Linked DNA regions of Zea mays: region 1 is linked to region 2. The links are chromatin contacts, called in public Hi-C maps. All regions are on one chromosome and are shown on one strand. The core of a region is the stretch at or near the end of the contact, and the rest is flanking DNA. Distances in the headings are between cores, read along the strand shown.

The links. A called contact is a pair of places that touch in the nucleus more often than the background predicts.
Region 1: a contact with region 2 is called in a Hi-C map of ear, with 2.3 times the contacts expected there. The contact joins the promoter of LOC103650586 here to the promoter of LOC100279254 in region 2. A contact is called at or near these places in 2 of 25 Hi-C or Micro-C datasets (ear and tassel).

The regions. Positions count from the first base shown.
Region 1 is chr3:135,031,587-135,035,178 of Zm-B73-REFERENCE-NAM-5.0, forward strand. It overlaps LOC103650586 (protein STABILIZED1), which reads left to right and starts at 2,284. Exons shown (of 2, transcript XM_020550312.2): 1 at 2,284-3,592. The coding sequence starts at 2,555. It overlaps LOC103650587 (a long non-coding RNA gene), which reads right to left and starts at 2,051. Exons shown (of 2, transcript XR_002268414.1): 1 at 1,958-2,051; 2 at 1,509-1,808.
Region 2 is chr3:134,799,031-134,802,887 of Zm-B73-REFERENCE-NAM-5.0, forward strand. It overlaps LOC100279254 (Protein RTF1-like protein), which reads right to left and starts at 1,352. Exons shown (of 2, transcript NM_001152275.1): 1 at 1,170-1,352; 2 at 1-1,025. The coding sequence starts at 990. It overlaps TRNAP-AGG (transfer RNA proline (anticodon AGG)), which reads left to right and starts at 2,767; the gene lies at 2,767-2,838. It also overlaps a transcript of LOC100272333 not described here.

The DNA of each region.
Region 1 (3,592 bases), core at 1,034-3,533, 230 kb after region 2:
TTTTGATAATCACAACTCACCATCCTCTTTCAATAGGCTTAGGATCTCCTTTTTTTATTTTTCACCTTACAATGCAAAATTGTTATATGGAGGCCATGGTATATCGTCATATCATGTATTATCAACTTAGGATTTGCCTATTTCAATTAATAGTGGCATTGAGCCAATTTTGGTTGTTCGAAATGACAGATTTCGATGTTTGTTATGATTGCTGAGTTAATTATTGATAGCATCACTAAATAGTGACATGCGCGCACAAGTGTCCCCATGGCAACGCACGGGTATATATATATATATATATATATATATATATATATATATATATATATATATATATATATATATATATATATATATATATATATATATATATATTCTTGTTGTTATTATTATTTTTATTATCTAAAAAGTCATTAGGGTTCTTATGGATCAGCTAGTCCGGCAAAGGCATTGGGGTGGAAGGCTCCGCCCGCCTAAAGCCCTGGACCGTCCGATGAAGCGCAGCGTGAAGCCTGCGGCTGAGGAGCAAAGTGAAGTTTGCGTATATAGTACTGTCTTTTTTTCAACATGTGGTGAAGTGTTATTACTTATATTAACATGAAATTTGAAATCTACTTGTACTATTTTTTTCAAATACATGAAAAGAAATTTGTCCCCAAAGTTTACATTTGCTTACCGCAGGACGTACAGAACACAAAAACATCTCTTCGTTGATCAGCATACCAATCAGTTAGGTGCAACATGATCCAAGAGTTGAGAGAATCACAACATAATCCAGCAATGAACTCAATGTTATTCAGAACACTATTGAAGGAACATTTAGATACTCTCCCATCACATTATCCGACCAACAAATACTTCTCAACAGCAGAAAAGTATGATTTCTCCTCCTTGTGGCACCCAAACAAATAACAAACGGAAATAAATTCCATCTTTGTTTCCTTCTTTTTTCCTAACTACTTCTTCCGTTTCGTTTTAGTTGTCGCTGAATAGTACAAAACTGAACTATTCAGCGACAATAAAAAAACAGAGAAAGTACTTCTATGATATTTCTGAAGCTATCATCTCATGGGAATTGATCTAAAATTTAAGTCAGCACTTCTGCAATATTATTTTGAAGAATGCCTTGGGTCATCTAAAACACCAATATAATCCTTTGTCAAAAGGAGTTAACTGATCCTATCTTAAGGCCCCTTGTTCGCCCAGGGGCACCGCCTAAGGGAGTGTTTGGTTACACCCCGCTAAAATTTAGCTCCTGTCCCATCGAATGTTTGAACCTCCGTTCCGGGTATTAAATGTAGTCGGATTATAAAACTAATTTGTCAGCCGAAGATTAAAAGACGAGACGAATCTAGTCCAGTTGGTTGGGTCTATATTTCATACTCCTATTTAAAAGTCAAACGTTTGATGTGACCCGAGCTAAACTTTAGCAGGAGCAACCAAACACCCCATAAGAGAGACGACAAATCAAGTGCCAGACTGTGGAGAAGTTCATGTACAGAAACAAGTTTAAGCACGAAGTCATAAAAAATACTAATAGCAAGGAATTGTGTAAAAGGAACACAGGCCAATGACATACAAGCATGCAGCTCCATTTTTGGCTTCATTAGTCTCAGATTGCAACAAAATTTCTGAGTCAGTTTCGGACACAATAGAATAACCTGTAGTTTCTTTGTAACTGAATGGAAAATGGGATCCACCATCAGAAAACACACACTTAAGCATAGTACACAGTGGAAGTAAAGATATTTCATCAACTTACAAAAATCATCTGAATCTTCTTGGTCATCATCCAGAGAAAGCAACTTCTACAGGTTAAAATAAAAATTATTTAGAAGAAAATGACATCATAAGATATTTTACATTATCATAATTTATGCAGGAGATAAACCAAAGCAATCTAGACGCAACGGAATAAAGCCCCGAAAAATTTACAAATATGTTACTTGGAACTCACCTTGAAGTTGCTCCAACAGCTTCTCGCCCTTTAGAGTTTGATGAAGACTTTTTTGTCCAAATCAACTACTTAGCTTCTCCCCGTTTAGTGTTTGATATGCTGCATTAAAATATATGGCACGATTAAATTATGAATATTTAAGTACTCTCATGGTTAAGTACACTTCGTTTTTCTGGATACTTCATGGACTTATGAAACTGCTCGTTGTTTACATCATGAATGTTTAAGCTACTTTTATGGTAGTGTTATGCAGCTTCGTTGTTCACATGGCGCAAGAAGGATTGGGTCTCAGCTAATTCGTCTCCTCGAAAACTATAGCTCAAACAATCAAGGCCTCACTTTAACACACAGCTTCCATAGTTCAGCTCCAGCCACACATCTCACCGCCTCTCCACAGTCGCCACCGCCTCAATAATACTTCTTCCTCAAGAAAACAATCCCGTAATCCACACTCATCGCTAACGACTCACACAAATCGAATCTGGAAATTCTTCCCCCAATCCGTCCCAAACTCGCCTCCTCACGGCCGCCGCCGCCGCCGCCGCCGCCGCTGCTCGGTAATCCCTCATCCTCCCCACCTGTCCGCTCGTCAGCGTCATGTCCGGCACCACCCCGACCCCTACACCTACACCGACGCCGCTACCGCCGCCGCCGCCGCCGCCGCCAGCCGCTCGCCCCGCACGGTACGACTTCCTCAACTCCAAGCCACCGCCCAACTACGTCGCGGGGCTCGGCCGTGGCGCCACCGGCTTCACCACCCGCTCGGATATCGGACCGGCCCGCGCCGCACCCGACCTACCCGACCGCTCCGCCTCCGCCGCCGCCGCCGGTCCCGCCGTCGGCCGGGGCCGCGGGAAGCCTCCCGGCGAGGATGACGGCGACGACGACGGCGGCGACGAGGAGAAGGGCTACGACGAAAACCAGAAGTTCGACGAGTTCGAGGGCAACGACGCCGGCCTCTTCTCCAACGCCGACTACGACGACGACGACCGCGAGGCGGATGCGGTGTGGGAGAGCATCGACCAGAGGATGGACTCGCGCCGCAAGGACCGCCGCGAGGCGCGCCTCAAGCAGGAGATTGAGAAGTACCGCGCGTCAAACCCTAAGATCACCGAGCAGTTTGCTGATCTCAAGAGGAAGCTGGCCGATCTGTCCGCGCAGGAATGGGAGAGCATACCGGAGATTGGGGACTACTCGCTGCGCAACAAGAAGAAGCGGTTTGAGAGCTTCGTGCCCGTGCCGGACACCCTGCTTGAGAAGGCCCGGCAGGAGCAGGAGCATGTCACAGCACTTGACCCTAAGAGCCGTGCGGCTGGTGGCACAGAGACGCCATGGGCGCAGACTCCTGTTACCGATTTGACAGCTGTGGGCGAGGGTCGTGGCACTGTGCTCTCGCTCAAGTTAGATAGGCTGTCAGATTCAGTTTCTGGGCTCACTGTAGTCGATCCCAAGGGGTATTTGACAGACCTGAAAAGTATGAAGATTACTAGTGATGCTGAGATTTCTGACATCAAGAAGGCACGGCTATTGCTCAAGTCGGTGACACAGACGAACCCTAAACATCCACCTGGTTGGATTGCCGCTGCTAGGCTCGAAGAGATTGCTGGCAAGCTTCAGGTTGCTCGGCAGCTCATC
Region 2 (3,857 bases), core at 102-2,601:
GCTTTCCAGTTTGTAATTCCGGTCTGGATCGCTTGCATCCACGTTCCTCACTATGCACAGCCTGTACCTCGGGGTCCCATTCTTTGTCTGGCCAATACCTAGCCGCACAAAACACCCAGAAATTAGATCATCAAAGAACGGCTCCATGAACCATTTCACCAGCTTTGACCTCCTGAGGGTAATACTCTTCACGTCATCAAACTTGAGTGGATCAAGCCTACTCGGCGACTCATCAAATTCGTCATCCCTGCTATCGTCAGCGATCCTCCCATGGTCATTAGGCCTCCCCCTGCCATCCCCATCGTTGCTCCCATCACTTGGAGGGCTCCCAGCCCTGCGCCTAGTTGGTGAGCCACTACGTGGGAGCAGGTCCGTGAACCTGCGTGCCTCCGGAGCCTGTTGCCGCATCCGCTGCTTTGCCCGCAGCTCGTCCAACGCGCTCTTAGCTGCGGACCCAGACTTGTCAGCTCGGGTTGAAGACCGCATCCGGCTGGGCGGCGGGGGTGGACTGCTATCCTTCCGTGCGCCCACCTTGTCCGTCTTGGACGAGGACGCTCGTGCCCGCTGCTTGAGCTTGTAATCATCGAGGCGGGTGCCCCGATCAGCCAGGATCATCTCCCTTTGCAGCTCAGACATGTTCTCCAGACGCTCCTTGTCGTCCTCATCCTTGTATAGGTCACTCCCCACCGAAGGGGCGCTGTCCGAGTCCTCCCCGCCACTGCGACGCCCGTCTTCGTCCTCGTCGTCCTCGTCCTTCCACCCGCCACTGCCACGCCGGCCGCCCTGCTCTGGCTGGTGCCGCTTCTTGAGCGGAACCTGCGACGAAGGCTTCTTCCTCGAGTAGGTCGGCGCGGCGTCCGAGTCGTCGTCGTCGAAGCCGTCGGAGCCGCTTCCCCCAGAGTTCCACCGCGGGTTGCTCGGCCGGGAGTGGTTCTTCCCCGTCCGGCCGGCTGCCTGCAGAAGCAGATCATCTAGGTTCGACTTCGACATGGCGAAGCCCGAACCTCCTCCTCCTCGTGCAATCCCTACACAACCAAAACAACCCCATGACAAAAGATCCTTCCACACCTCCGAAAACCTAGATAAAACAGGAACCGTCGGTCCATCCTGGATCTGTGGGAGGAACCACAGCTCGCAGCAGCTCCGAGGAGGATGAATAGGACACGCACCTGGAGAAGAGGCTACAGAGGTGCCGGTCGGCGCAGGTAACGATGACGGCTCAATGCGGGGTATACTGGCGAAGGCGGCGCGGTTGATCGACGGGACGGAGAAGCCGCCAGAAGAGAAGAGGAGATGGTTGCGCCGGCCCTAGCCGCGTCGAAGTGGAAGAAGACGACGATTATGAGATCGGGGTGGGCCGTGAGGGCATTGTTGGTCTGGTCTGCTATATACATGTGCCCCGCAGGCCGCACGCAGCCTGTGGCTCAGCACGACATCCGTTTTTTTTTTTTTTTTGAAACACGATCGTGGCATGGCAGCACAGCCCGACAGAGTAGATTTTGCATGCTACTAGTACTGTCAAGTGTCAACTAATTTAGCTTGTTCCGTTTAGAGATGGCAATAGGTACCCGTGACCCAATACTCGATGTATATTTATTTTATTAATATATATACTAAATATTCTATCTATGTGTTACTTATTTGACAAAAACTTTTACCTAACAGGTAAATAGGTTTTAGAACATTCCACTGTCATATCCGTTAACCCGTGGGTATAGAATAACCAGTATAAACTTGGTCAAAAACATGAACTTGGGTTACGGTCATCCATCTTTTATTTTTGACTATTTAACAATCTTTTGATCAATAGTATCATGGAGGCTTAACAACCTTTTATTTTTGACTATTTAACAATCTTTTGATCAATAGTATCATGGAGGCTTAACAACTATTTGACGACCATGTCATGAAACATGTATTGTGTTATGTGGTATTATCTTAGTGTTGCTACTTTATCTAATTACTGGTAGTGATGTTGAATGGATGATTGAATAATGCTAGACTTTTTGTAATAGTATTTAGATGGATATACTTGATATTTGTACAATGTATTTATATATTTGCTACTTTTACATACTATATTTAGGCGTGGGATCCGAGCCTTGTTTCTTATATAATACTATTTCTATAACAAATGCATTAGTGAAAGAGTCTCTAGCCGAGTTAGGTGGTTTGAGTAGCACTACTCAGGTTCTAAGTTTAATTTTTAATAGAAACGAATTTTAGGCTATAGTTAAAAAAATCACGTTAAAATAGCTGTTCGTTGTTTTTTATTTGGACCTTGCAATTGTATTAGGTGCATCAATATGCGTCGTGAGAACTAAGGCTATTTTTAGCATCCTCCTTATCTTATTTTAAATTTCAAACACCATTCTGTAAATAGTGTATCTACATTGTAAAACAATGTTTCGTGTTTTGTACGCTTATATGTCCGCGATTGTTGAAGATGGCCTAAGTTTGAAGTCTAGATATAATGTATATGATCTAGACATCATTGTACAAATTAAAGGTACTGAACTCGAGGAGTATTTAAGTTTGAAGTCTCTGAATTCGTTGGTCGGCATGTTCAGACAGACTGCCTCCGGCGTTTGTTGCAGACTTGCAGTACTAGCTTGGCTGCTTAAGGGCGACGTGAATCCTTCGGACAGCAATGGGGTGCATTCTTCTTGCTGTGGATCAGAGTTAGCCGTTGATGGCTCTGCGGGAACTGAATGGCCAAAAGAGTCATATGCATTTTTAATATAAACCAAAGTGTTTGGCATCACAGGGCATTTGGTCTAGTGGTATGATTCTCGCTTAGGGTGCGAGAGGTCCCGAGTTCAATTCTCGGAATGCCCCTCTCTTTTGATTCCTTTTTTTAAATTTCACAGCAACTTCCCTATTTTATTAATTGGCGAATTCTATTTTGATTCCTTTTTTAAAATTTCACAGCAACTTCGCTATTTTAATTGGCGAATTCAGTATCAGTCATTACCATCCATCCCTATTTTCCAAGAGTTTTATTCCAATCTTTTTCCCCGCCGCAGCCAGCAGCAAAATTCTACACCAGTTCAGAATCAGTCATTGGCATCCATCTCTATTTTCCAAGAGTATCCGTCGTCATTACCATCCATCTCTATGCTCCAAGAGGAAATTAAAAACACACATACACACACAAGATGGAATCGAATTTGATCCATTCTTGCAATTGCAAAGCGTAAGCTTGATAGCCTGCATCACAATTTCCTACAAGAACATAGCATCGCGTGTCTGTTACAGCTGTTCTACCGGCTGAAGAAAATTCCAAACGAACAGGCTGAGTTGGCTTCATCAAATCTGGTTTAGACCTACTCCTATGAGCGTGTTTGGGAGAAGGGGAACGAGCCATAAATGAGATGAGAGTACATCTCACAATTCAAATCCGAGAAGCAAGGCACGCGCAAATCAAAATCCGCACTTCAACACCATGCTTGGTTTTGAATAACTGCATACTATTTCCTACTAGTACAAAATCACATACAAAAGCTTTCATGCTGTTTCTTTGATGTGCACGGTAGGGGAACACAAATGTCGTTATGCTGATACAAAATAAGGCAAACCAAAATGTTTGAGCTCGGAACATCTAATTTTACAATGGCTGAGAGGCAAACTGATCACTGAATCCATATCTAAAAATATCTCTAAAAAAAGATAGAAAAGTCAAGACAAACAAGTTCGGGCCTGTTTGGGAGCTATGTTTCTCAAAAACGTAGTTAATAATATACAGTTTATTGTATGTTATAGCATAACACTTGTTTAGAGACAAATCATTTCAGTTGTAGTGTAGGAGAAGAGAAGACTGCACAAGTTCGGGCCAGCTGAAATGAATTTTAAGGGAA